Linked DNA regions of Danio rerio: all the other regions are linked to region 2. The links are chromatin contacts, called in public HiChIP or PLAC-seq maps. All regions are on one chromosome and are shown on one strand. Each heading gives the region's core, a stretch centred on a gene start, on an enhancer-like site or on the middle of the called end of the contact. The rest is flanking DNA. Distances are from core to core; before and after follow the strand shown.

Region 1 (4,027 bases), core at 1,203-3,702, 150 kb after region 2:
AATGTTTTCAATTTACTATGTATGGACATGAACTTCAGCTCCAGAGCTCCTCAGAAAGTCACTTTATTGAGCATTTTTCCATTTTATGTAAGAAAAAAGTATTGTCATATCATGTACTCACAGAAATTCAAGTGTGTTGAAGACTACCCATTAAAAAAAAACTAAATATTGATGTTTTGTCATTTTTATTTTTTATTATTATTATTATTATTATTATTATTATTATTATTATTATTATTATTATTAACTGCTATATTATTATAATTACTGTTAGAATCACTTTATTTTAAAGAAATAATTACACAAATGTTCTTTCACATTTTAATTTGAACAAGAATAAAACAAAAAATTGGGAAAGTTATTATGAGCTTTTAAAAAATTATATCATTATTTACAAATAAATGTGTCTGCTAAACTGAATACATTTCACAGTGTTAAGTAAGTAATGTTTTAATACTAACATATTTCAACAAATTAAGAAAAAATGAGCCCATACATTTTTTTTAAATGGGGAAATATAATATAACAAAATATGTTTGTATATTTATTAGTTGGGTTTTAAAGTAATTGCTGCCTCCTTAAATATATTCAGTAATCAAACTTTCATTTGTTTATAAGTTAGGATTGTAAACAGACACCTGAGATTCTTTAATGTTTAATCAAACCAATGTCAACAATATTTGCTTGTGTTATGCTATTACTTGCACTTTGTATGGTACAAGATGTTCAGATTAAATTAGTATTGATAAATCAAACATCTGCAAATTTTAAAGTATGAAAGCACTTTGGAGTAGCTAGTGGTGAAATCTATGGTAACAGCAATTTTTTAGCAAGTTATTAATTACATTATTTGCATTAGTGATTGTGAAATAATGGACATTGTGTTATAAATATTCAGTTCTTGTTTTAATCTACAGGAGAGCCAAGAGAGCTTGATGATGCAATTACAAAAAACACCAGCAAATTAAGAAAACATTTCCATTGGTTTGACAGCATATGTGTTGAAAATCCTCACAAACAAATTAAGATTAAGGGCTGCATTTTCTCTCAACACACGGAACACAATGGAAATGTTTCAAGGGGACCCTAAAATGTGATAGACCTGGCAATTTAGTTTATGGCTATTTAGGATAATAATATAAAAAAGAGAAGGAAATTGTGTAATCAGGATGTTAAAATAAACCAAAAAAAATTCAAAGATTGCATACAACTTCACTTAGCATGAGTCCATCATGATTTTGGAACCCCTTGAAACATTTCCGTTCTGTTCTATTTGCATGAGAAAATGCAGCATCTTTTCTTAATTTATAAGCATTGTGAGAATTTGCAACACATATTCTGTCAAAATGACTAAGATCTTTTCTTAATTTGCTGGTGTTTTTGTAATTGCATGTGTTTTCTTAGGAATTCAATGGCAACAGTAAAACTTTACAGTAAGTTTACATTAGTGAACGTTAGTTAATAAATAATCCATTTATTACAGTATTTACAGTTTGTTCATCTTTGTTAAGATTAGTTGATGAAAATAAAGGCACTCATTGTTAGTCATTCACAGTGCATTAATTAATGTTAACAGGCACAACCTTTGGATTTTAACGATGCATATAGTCAATACAGAATTATGATTAATAAATTTATGCTGCACAAGTATTGGTCTTAATCCATGTTAGTAAATTCATTAACCTCCAATAACTAACGCAAATTTTATTGCAAAGTGTGACCAAAGCAACAAGCTGAGATTCAAAGAGAAAGATTGAGTTGGACAGTGTGTGCCAAATAAACTGCAGAACAATCTACACCTCTCATTGTCCCTGGATTAATGGTGTCAGATTAATGCAGCAGTGCATGATCCTTTCAATGATCGACTTTTCAGTGAGAGTGCACAGCATGCATAATAAAATGAGCGATGGAAACTAGCATCAGATATTTAGTGCTGCTCATGATAAACTATGATTTAACTTTTTATATCCTATATTTGCTTTTTACAACTGTAAACAGGGATGTTCACTAATAAATGAAGACAACTATGAAGTTATTAAATAAGACGACAACCATAATATACATACAGTAGCATATCTTCAGTTTAACAACAAGAGAAACGCGCATAAAAAATGACTTTACAAACAATTCAAAATCATGGCATAAGCATATAAAGAGTTCACCATGTCCAAAACAACACAATTTTGACTTCTCTGAGTATTATACGTATGATACTACACTTGACACGGATCGGTTTCCTATGCATGTCTGACTCTGACGTGCGTCGAAAAGTTTGTTATCACGGCTCAACTTTTTATTCGACCATTTACAAATCATTTTCCTCTTTAGCAAGAAAGAAAAGTTGTTTACCTGTGAAAGATCGCTTCCCAGGGTTTAATTCGACCGGTCCATTATAGTACTTGAAGGCGCCTGTGCTTCAAACAGCTGAACTGTCGCAACAACTCACAAGACTGGCAGGATCATTTCACCTGAGCCTCATAGTAGCAAACTGTCAGTCAAAGCGCTGTGGGCGGAGCTAACATGCTGTAACGCTCGAGCGTCACTGATAGTGAGAGTCCCACAGCAAAGCAAACTCATGAAACTTTATGGCACTTTGTTCTTATTGACCTGTTGTCTCACTGACATGGCAGGTGAATATAGTGTAAAATTCGTTATCACTTTCCCATACTTACACATTTGATTGATTTTATAAAGGATAACAAATGTAGTCTACAAGTTTTTAAATATGCAAAGGAAGCCTTGTTTAATTAAATATGAGCTAATTTGCATGTAATTGTAGAACATAAAATCTGAACATTGATTCAACTCAGGCTCAGAATTCTTGGTCCTTCCTCTTTATTTATTTATTTATTTTTATTTTTGTTTTTATTTTTTTATCATTCATTTATTCATTCATTTTCTTGTCGGCTTTATTCCTTTATTAATCTGGGGTCGTCACAGCGGAATAAACCACCAACTTATCCAGCATATGTTTTACACAGCGGATGCCCTTCCAGCCGCAACCCATCTCTGGGAAACGTCCACACACACATTCATACACTATGGACAATTTAGCTTACCCAATTCACCTGTACTGCATGTCTTTGGACTGTGGGGGAAACCGGAGCACCCAGAGGAAACCCACGCGAATGCAAGGAGAACATATGAAACTTGTTTGTTTGTTTGTTTCCTTGTTTGTTTGTTTGCTTGCTTGTTTACTTATTTATTTGTTTATTTATTGTTTGTTTGTTTGTTTGTTTGCTTGTTTTTTTGTTTGTTTGTTTGTTTGCTTGCTTGTTTATTTGCTTGTTTGTTTATTTATTTATTTATTTATTTATTTGTTTGTTTGCTTGCTTGCTTGCTTGTTTGTTTGTTTGCTTGCTTGCTTGTTTATTTATTTCTCGAATTAATTTATTTATTTGACAGTTCAGTGTTTTATAAAAGGGATTTGAGAAATCTATATCCCTATATCACTCTATATACAACTGTAGACTTTGATCTTTGTAAACACAGCTGATGTGGATATTTATGGCTTCATTATGGCAAAAAACAGCATTTAAAAATAGTGATTGTAATTGTGCAAAGTGCAAGTAAAGAAACACTTAAAAGTGTAATTGGATTTATATTTAAATTACAATGAAAAAAAAGTCAATGAAAAGTCAAAGATACAAAGTTTCAAAACTCAAAAAGGTACAAACTCAAAAGGGCATCAAAATTATTTTCTTTCACTGTCTTGCTGGAAAAATATAAAAAATGTCATTACTCGGTGTATCTAATAATACTGCTGAATTCACTTACAATGTAAAAATGTATGTTATATGTTAATTGTCTAACCACATTTCCAGTTAAACACTGTAGTTTTCTAGTTTGCCTTTTCTCGGTTTTTATTTTCCCATCATTGTCTAAGTGTTGTCATCTTTTGCCTTTGCCACAGCATGCTATTTGTACCGACTGAATAGCCTAATTTGCTTGTCTATAACTCAAACCCAAATGTGGATCTTAATTATTCTAACAATTATCTTAATGAGTCACTGACACAGTTTTGAAA
Region 2 (3,975 bases), core at 565-3,064:
TATACTCAGTGGTTATTCAAAGTGTTTTACATAAACAGGAATAAAAGTATAAGAAAATAAAATCAACAAAGAATAAATAGGTTTTAAAAGAATGAAAAAGAAGACATAATAGTGCGATCTGTCAATACGTCCTATAATCCATAGAAAATATATACAACATTGCAAACATGCCATTAATAACTAGTACACATATACACTTTAAAACCTTAACAGAAACCTAAAAACTAATACAGATAGTTTGTGCTCAACTCATTTTATTAGACCATAAAAAAAATGTAAGGTTTGTGCCACAGCTGCCCTCTTTTTTTCTGTAATGGTTAAACCACCAATACATTTAAGCCTTTTAGTCACACACAGTAGTACTTGTAACGTCAAATTAAAATAATTGTTATCTGAGAACTTCCAAATTTACAAGAAAGACTTGAAAGCATATGTTTAAAAAAAAAAAAAGAAGCACATTAAGACCATTTATCGAGATGCCCAATAGCAGTTAATTACTTGCAGATTTCAATATGAAGATAATAAGATATGAAGAAAGATAAGTTATATTTGTGCAATGTTACAGTTTTCTGCAAATGCAGTTTGTGTTTTGCTAATAAACATTATTGGTTTTTAGTTAGTTTTAATGGCATTTGACAGATTACTTAAATATTTGTTTTCTTTTATAATAAAGTGTCTAATGAATTTAAGAGATAGTTCAAGCAATATGAAAATGCTGTAATTTACTCGAGCACCAGAGAAGAAAATGTCTTGAGGAATGTTGGAACCAGCAAGCCATAGAATCCCATAAAAACGTTCATACTACGGATATCATTGGTTAGTTTCCAACATTCGTCCAAACAATTTTAGAAAAAATAAAAACAAGCATTTAGAACCAACTTCACAGTGACTAAATGTTGATGCTTGGGTGAACTACCCTTACGTATTGCATCAATTATTGATTAAATGTCACCAATGGTGCATCCCTACATCCCAAAACGCACCAAGCAGACCCAAACATACCCCTTGGTCTTTCCATCTGCGTCAGGGTAGAACTCATTGGTGATTTTGCCAAACTTTGAGAAGATCTTGTGAATGACGTTCTTGAGCTTTTCCAGGCGATCAGGTCCGACCTGAGGCACATTATCAACCACGATGACTGAGTCGATGCCGTCAGCCTCCTGCGGTTTGTCCCTGAGAACATCCCCCAGCAGCTCTGAATGACCAGAAAACACACAGATAGAGTTAGTACAGTTAGCACAACAGCATTTGTTAAAGCAAAACGGCAGTACAATGACGTTTCTGAAGCCAAAAGCATAACAGCTGCTGACTCTATGCTGTTACGACACTAACGTTAGTCTATTTCCCTAAAGCTACTGCTAAGATGCTTTTGTCTAGTTCGCGCACATGCTGGACTTAAAGAGAAGCTTTGACTAACATAAAACGGCATTAACTGTGAAACAGCGTAGTTTATCAGCTTGAAAGATTGACACACAAATAAACCAAAGGATTTTTGTGTTAGCTCGTGGCTGACATGCTGAGCTATGGGGTTTAGTGTGAGACTGGGATCGGCAGGCGCGCTAAAGCAGGCCTCTCTCTCACCCTGATCACTGATGTCATCGTCGAAGTCCTCCGGATCACTGAACGAAGGCTCTTCTTCATCGTCATACTCCATTTCGGCCTCCATGTTCTCCGTATCTCGCATTTAGAGATCGGTTGCTGTGGGTCTGTGCTGGTTAGAAGGTGGTGGTGAATTTCACAGCAGTAATCCAGATATTTTACTCACTCGGCCATGTGCAAAGCAGCCGGCGCCAACCACTGCGAGCGAGAGAAGGACCGTACCATGTGCGCGGAGAGCACCTCAGGGCTCTGTTGGAGCGTTAGGATTCATGTACAGCATAATTGAAGGAAAAGGATAAAAATTTGCTTCATTGGCAGATTATGTGAGCTTAACACTTTTATGATATTTGGTTAAATTGTATACAATGTGTAGTTTTGTTGTGGAATATGACATGGCAGACCCCTTTTAAGTGAACTTGGTCTCGTCTTCTGCTTATCGCTCTCTGAACTTCCTGTTCATGTGACAAGAACCTCCCGTACAAGAGCGCGCAATGTTACCATCAGTTCTATTGTCCATCTCTGGCGACAGACAGACAGACAGACAGACAGACAGACAGACAGACAGACAGATAGATAGATAGATAGATAGACAATAACACTAAGTTAATAACAATCAAAACATTTCTATACTATTATAAAATATGCAAACTTAAAGGCACAATATGTACAATTTTTCTATTAAAATTAAATTCATGTCTTTTTCTTTAGCTCTTTTACAACGTAGACAGTGTCAAAGCAGCTTTACCTAGATAGAAGTTTTAGTAGATTGAAACTCTAAATCCAGTTTTCAGAGTTGAGGTTCAATTTATTTCAGTTCAGTGTGGTTTAAATTTCACTGTTGAAAGTCCAAACACTGAAGAGCAAATGTCCCAAGCCAAGCAAGCCAGTGGCAAGAAAAAAAACTTTACCAATTGATGAAAGTGAAGAAAAAAAAACCTTGAAAGAAACTAGGCTCAATTGGGCATGACCATGGCCAAACTTCCTGTGCAGAGCTGCAGTCTAGGCGCCAGATGCTGGAGAATGCTGAACGTCCATTATGTAGAACTGCAGGTGTGAGTAGGTCACCGGCGGGTGCTTAGGCTAACCCACAGGACCAATGTGAAGGCTCTTCTGTCACTGGGGTCTTTCAGGAATCAGTCTTTTGCTCTCTATGACTGCCGCAGCGTCAGCTCAGGATTCGGCCTGGTCCAGGATTATAAAGACCTTGGCATCATTTCTAGGATCGCATTAATGGTGCTGCAAAATATCTAGGCGCCTCGGGATAAGAATCCCCAGGTGAAAACAGAGAATGAAGAAAATAATGTGCTATAAATGAAATGTCCAGTACCACCTTTTTGACTTTTGTACTTGCAGTATACCAAATGTTTTGAAGAATGTTCAAACCCAGAGAAATCCACAATTTTACTCTCATGGACCTGCCATGCTTATGACATGAATCACCATCATACACCTTCAATAGTGTTTAAATAGTGTTTCATAGGACCAAACAGAACCTATTTAAAACAGAACCCTAAATGTACATAATTTGATAAAACCACTACTACTTCCCATGCTGTTTGTGTGCTGCGCATCGCTCATCTCTCATCAACAATTGCTTCAGCTCTTATTTCATTACTACAGCTTTCAGTTTTATGCCTCATTCACACTAGCATCGGCTTTGTAGCTGCCCATCGCTCTGCTCTGGGTGACAATTGAGATGCTAGTGTGTTCCCACTTTGAGGTTGCTTAGGTAACTTTTTAGGTAACACTAAATATAAATGGAATCAGTACATAAAATGCTTAATTACAAAGATGATCAAGAAAAAAGTGTGTTCTCTGTCATTGCAGCAATTATCAGCTGCAGAAGCAGGTCTGTGTAGGTCTACAACACAGAGAATACAACCAGCCTCTGCAGGAGAGGGCAGTGGGGATTTTTTTGATACTATCATTTAGAAAACGTTTCGTTTCCTCCTAGCCATTCTTTGATATTATTATTCCATCTTCTTGTTGGTCTTCCTACTCGCTGTTTCCAATTTCTGCTTTTTTCAATCCTTTTACTCTGATTAATCTTTTTTTTTTTCTCCAATGCTGCATAAACCCGGACAGACCCAATTTACAATCCTCAATAACATCGCAAATAGTCTTTCCTCGTCTCAGATTTGTTTTGGATTCTTTCATTTGTTCTGTTTTTATGATCAAATTTTCAGGATCCATCTCATTTCAAAAACCGTCTATTTTGCGATGTTTTTCTCAGTGTCAGATTTTTGTCCATTATAGGTTCACTTTATTTTTGTAATGAGTAAAATCATAATTACCTAAAAAATTATTAAAACTCATTTTATCGTTTACTGTTTCTAATCTTTCCTAGTACTGTATATAGAAACCATTGTTTAAATC
Region 3 (4,562 bases), core at 1,224-3,723, 220 kb before region 2:
TGTATTGACAAGAGTATGGGAGCTTCTAGCTGACTGTGACTAACTCTAAACAAAGACAAGACAGTTTCCCATCATGATGAGCCACAGGCTGCCATGAGTGTCAACAGCATGCACAGATTGGATCTACTCTCTGTGTTTACATGTAAACAGTCCAATACATCACCCGTCAGGCCAGCACCTGAAATAGGTGAGCAGGCTGAAACGATCCTTCTTACACAAATGTCTAACCCCTATTAACATGTTCGCAATATCAGTCACGCATCATCTCACTTGACATATGTGACAAAGTTCCCATGCTGTGGGTCTAACAATGCCTGGCCCAGCGAAACACTTGTCTGGTGCCAGCCATTGTGGCAAGTGGCCAAACAGTACACTGGAGTCCTTGGGATAATCCCCGGCCGTTCAGATGACAATAACTGGGATTTAACAACGTACTCAGGTGTTGCATGGATGAATGTTGAAATAATTTGAGAGCGGCCTTCCATGTCCACATGTTGAGACTCTGAGGGTTTGTATAGCTGGCATTAGAGCCATCTTTTGTTCTTTGAGACCCAGCCACCTGGCACTCATTCTCCAGAAACTCCCCCTTGTATTCTAGGCTGCAGTGGTCTTTTATGTCTGCACTGCTCCCCACCAGCTGCTGCTATTAATCCCTGCTGTTAACTCTCTCTTCTGTGGGTTAACTTCTATCAACTCCTGTACTGAACAAGCTCAGTATTAGTTTTCCAATCTCACCTTGAAGCCTGTAGAGTGGCTGTATCAGTTTAGCTGGACAGCAAAAGACAAATCTGAACTGACTTAATGTGTGCTCACGACATCTGATATGATTTCTTACATTCCACATGCTTTCATATTCTCACAAATGTCACAAACAATGTTCTTTATGCTCGGTTGCGGCAAGAATATAAAAGTGCTGCTATGGCTGAGCCATATTCAAATAGCATTAATAAAACCTACTCGTGTTTAAGGTGTGAAGGAAACTGATTGTGACAGAGCCCCGAGGCAAATTAAACTGACTTTTGTAAAAAAGTATAAGCGACTACTCTAGATGGTGGGTAAAATCACTTTGACTGCTCTGCGCTTGCTGCTGTCAAGGTGCGGAGAGTGCTTTTGTGCTGTCTGCAAAAGAGGCCTATTTCTCAGAGCTGTATTTTCATACTGAGTCAACTCGGCATGTTGCTGAAAAGCCTTTCCTTGCCTATAGATGCTGTCCCTTTGTGCCCCCCAGCATCTCCATAACGAAGACTCTCTTTTCCCACCGCTTGGGTAGCTTGACCCAGCCTCTGCTCCAGATCCCCGGTTCCCATGGAGAGTGGGAGACAAGGGGCTGGCAAAGCTTTTCTTTCCCCCTTCAGAAAGACGCTTTGTTAGCACTGAGAAGGGGACAGCTCTGAAGCTGCTGCTGTGATGCATCCTTAGGCCTGGAGTATTCACGGGGACACCCCAAACAATGGAGCAGGAGGGGAGCAGGGGGGACTTACAGCCACCCTGTGAGCAATACAACCATTGCCACAGACAGCACAGAGAGATTGTGAATCTGTGCATTTTATTTTTGTTTTTTTTAATATTTCAGGAATATATAAATGTATTTGATCACCTAATGACTACAAACATGACATTTTAATGGGTTTGTGATACTGCTTATGCTAAATAAAAACAAAAGTTATGAGCTAAAGTCTTTGTAGCAACACCACTAACCCAGTTGTCTTCAGCACAAAACCATAATTTCCACAGGTTAAGCAACTTTATTTTTAGAAAGAGGGAATAAGTGTTACAAAGAGGCTGTATAAAACAGCAAAGACTAAAATTATTTAAACACTTGAAATGCAAATATGGATAAATTCATAACTAAAACTGTTTTTTCTAACGCACACGATTTTTAAAATACTAAGCAAACCAAAATTTGCAACAAGATTTAGAAACAATATGTAACAGTGTATACCTGTTGCATGTTTCTGGAGATCCAGGTGTCCAGCAGTAGATCCAGTCTGGACCGGTGAAACTTTTTAGTGGTCTTCACTGCGATGAAGATGTCATCCGCGCTGATGTCCTCCGCAGGCGGCGCGTCTGTCGCCGCTCCGGGTGCCTCGCTGGGCTTATCCGCTTCCCTCCTGCTGCGGGTCAGCTTGGAAAAATAGGCAGAGAATCCTTTCTTTGCATTCTGCTCAGGCTGAGCTCCATCATCAGTCTCTGAATCTCCCAGACTCTGGAGAGAGCGCAACCCGACCTCGCTCTCGTTCTGCATCCCGTCCGCCTGAATCCGCTGATGCTGCGAGAGAAACAACAGAAACCCCAGACAGGTGACGGTGGCTCCCGCAAGAGAGACCACGACTTTTCCGCGATATGTTTTCAACATGTTCAATAAACTATGTTTTTTTATATACACAGCATTTATCTAAACCTCCCTCCAAAAGCCTATTCTAAAAAAACAAGCGTGTCATCCGACTGCTGCATAGTAGCGCTGAGAGTCTCCTCATTGTCACTCGGAGGGGCTTTTATAAACTGCCCACAGCTTTGGTTACGCCCAGTGGGCGGGGCGTTGATGGCTATTGTGCTGTGGGAACCGCGGAGAGACTATCAATAGGAGGACGCGTCAAAGGACAGCAGGCGAGGGACAAAGAGGGGGGAGGTGAAGAGCACGAACAGGAGTAAACATTTCCAAAAAAAAAAAAAAAAAAAGCATGCTTTTTAAAACTGTCTGTGTGTTTGTCTGTGCTGTTAACTGGTGTTAATTGCACATTATCAGGAGGAGCAGGGTGTGCAGATTTGTAAATATTTATGCAAAGTATGCTTCAAATGTTTTAGATGGACAAGACGATTTGTTGTCAAAATGTTTTATCCCTCTAAAACTAACCACGGCTGTCTGTAAAAATAGCACAAATTTTTATTCACTGTAACAAAATCCATATGTTTCTACACAAAATGCATATAATATTTAACTTTAAATATATATTTATAAATTTAATAAACACTCTGAAACTAAAAAAAGCGTTTATTGCTCTTCTAAAATATAGCATTGTGTTTAATCCACCTTTAAACATACTTTTTTTAATTTCTGTCATTATTTATTCAGTATAGAAAAAAGAACAATTAAATGCATGCTATTTTAAAGTATTTTTTTTTTCAAGCAATGCAGATTTTCCATCATCATTATATGTATATATAATATATAATATATATAATATATATTATATATATATATAATAACAAAATGTTATGTTTTCCTTTGCCTGCTTCTGGGTGAAATTTGACTGGGACATGTTTTCATATGTGTAAAAAACACTGCTACTGAACAAAATCTGCAGACATCACACCAAGTACCAGCCATTTTTAAATGTCAACATTCACATCAGGCTCACTATAATGGCGCGCTCCAGTCAATCCTCGGCAGCTGACCTTGTGGGGCCTTCAAACAACCGCGTGTTCCTTGTGCTTACTTAAAAATGGCGCCTCTTCTGCAATGAAGAGCCTGTAGAGCTGGGAGCACGACCCTGGCCGTGACTTCCAGCTGACAGCTCAGCAACTGCTGGTGACAGACTTAAACACTTTAGATCCTACTTCTAACCCTCTCAACAGCTTACTTGCAAAGCATGCCACAGCCAGACACTACAAGTAAGCCCCCACTGTTCAGACTGAACAGCTGAGAAGTTCTTAATATTTCTGTAAAAGAGGTCATTAACATATCATCAAGTATATAACAAGAAGTTTTACTTTACTCTTTAAGATGGTTCAAGACAAAGTGTGTAGGTTCAATATTGTCTCTTGACAGGCAGCATCTTTTGTTAACGTTCATCGTTTTTTTTTTCTTTATCAAATGTTTTTTTTTCACTTTTTCCACATTTATTTATGTTACAGCCTTATTCCAAAATGGATTAAATTCATTTATTTCCTTAATATTCTACACACAATAACCCATAATGACAATGTGAAAAAAAAGATTTTTTGAAATTGTTGCAAATTTATTGAAAATAAAAAACCTGAAAATTCGCGTATATAAGTATTCACAGCCTTTGCTCAGTACTTTGTTAATGCACCTTTGGCAACAATTACAGCCTTAAGTCTTTTTGAATATGATGCCACAAGCTTGACACACTTGTCTTTGGGAATTTTTGCCCATTCCTCTTTGCAGTACCTCTCAAGCTCTGTCAGGTTGGATGGGAAGGGACTGTGTACAGCCATTTTCAGATCTCTCCAGAAATGCTCAATAGGATTTAGGTCTGGACTCTGGCTGGGCCACTCAAGGGCATTCACAGAGTTGTTGTGAAGCCACTCTACTGATATTTTGGTATGTGCTTTTGGGTCATGCCTGGTTTGTGCTTTGACATGCACTGTCAACCCTGGGACCTTATATAGACAGGTGTATGCTTTTTCAAATCATGTCCAATCAACTGAATTTACCACAGGTGAACTCCAATTAAGCTGCTGAAACATCTCAAGAATGATCAGTGGAAACAGAATGTACCTGAGCTCAATTTAGAGCTTCACAGCAAAGGCTGTCAATACTTCTATACATGTGATTTTTCAGCTTTTTTATTTTTAATACATTTGCAACAATTTCAAAA

Evidence for each region. HiChIP or PLAC-seq counts read pairs in DNA pulled down with a chosen protein or histone mark.
Region 1: an H3K4me3 HiChIP or PLAC-seq map of gastrula embryo shows a contact between it and region 2, with 3 times the contacts expected there. The contact joins the promoter of card11 here to the promoter of eif3ba in region 2. A contact is called at or near these places in 2 of 4 datasets of contacts at active chromatin or transcription factors (embryo and gastrula embryo).
Region 3: an H3K4me3 HiChIP or PLAC-seq map of gastrula embryo shows a contact between it and region 2, with 4 times the contacts expected there. The contact joins the promoter of lfng here to the promoter of eif3ba in region 2. A contact is called at or near these places in 2 of 4 datasets of contacts at active chromatin or transcription factors (embryo and gastrula embryo).

Annotation. Positions count from the first base shown.
Region 1 is chr3:40,565,666-40,569,692 of GRCz12tu, reverse strand. card11 (caspase recruitment domain family, member 11) reads right to left here and starts at 2,452. Exons shown (of 25, transcript XM_073944927.1): 1 at 2,350-2,452.
Region 2 is chr3:40,717,524-40,721,498 of GRCz12tu, reverse strand. eif3ba (eukaryotic translation initiation factor 3, subunit Ba) reads right to left here and starts at 1,814. Exons shown (of 19, transcript NM_001290093.1): 1 at 1,582-1,814; 2 at 1,003-1,195. The coding sequence starts at 1,684.
Region 3 is chr3:40,938,587-40,943,148 of GRCz12tu, reverse strand. It overlaps lfng (LFNG O-fucosylpeptide 3-beta-N-acetylglucosaminyltransferase), which reads right to left and starts at 2,473. Exons shown (of 8, transcript NM_130971.2): 1 at 1,943-2,473. The coding sequence starts at 2,356. The region is part of intron 3 of LOC141381264 (a long non-coding RNA gene); the gene reads left to right.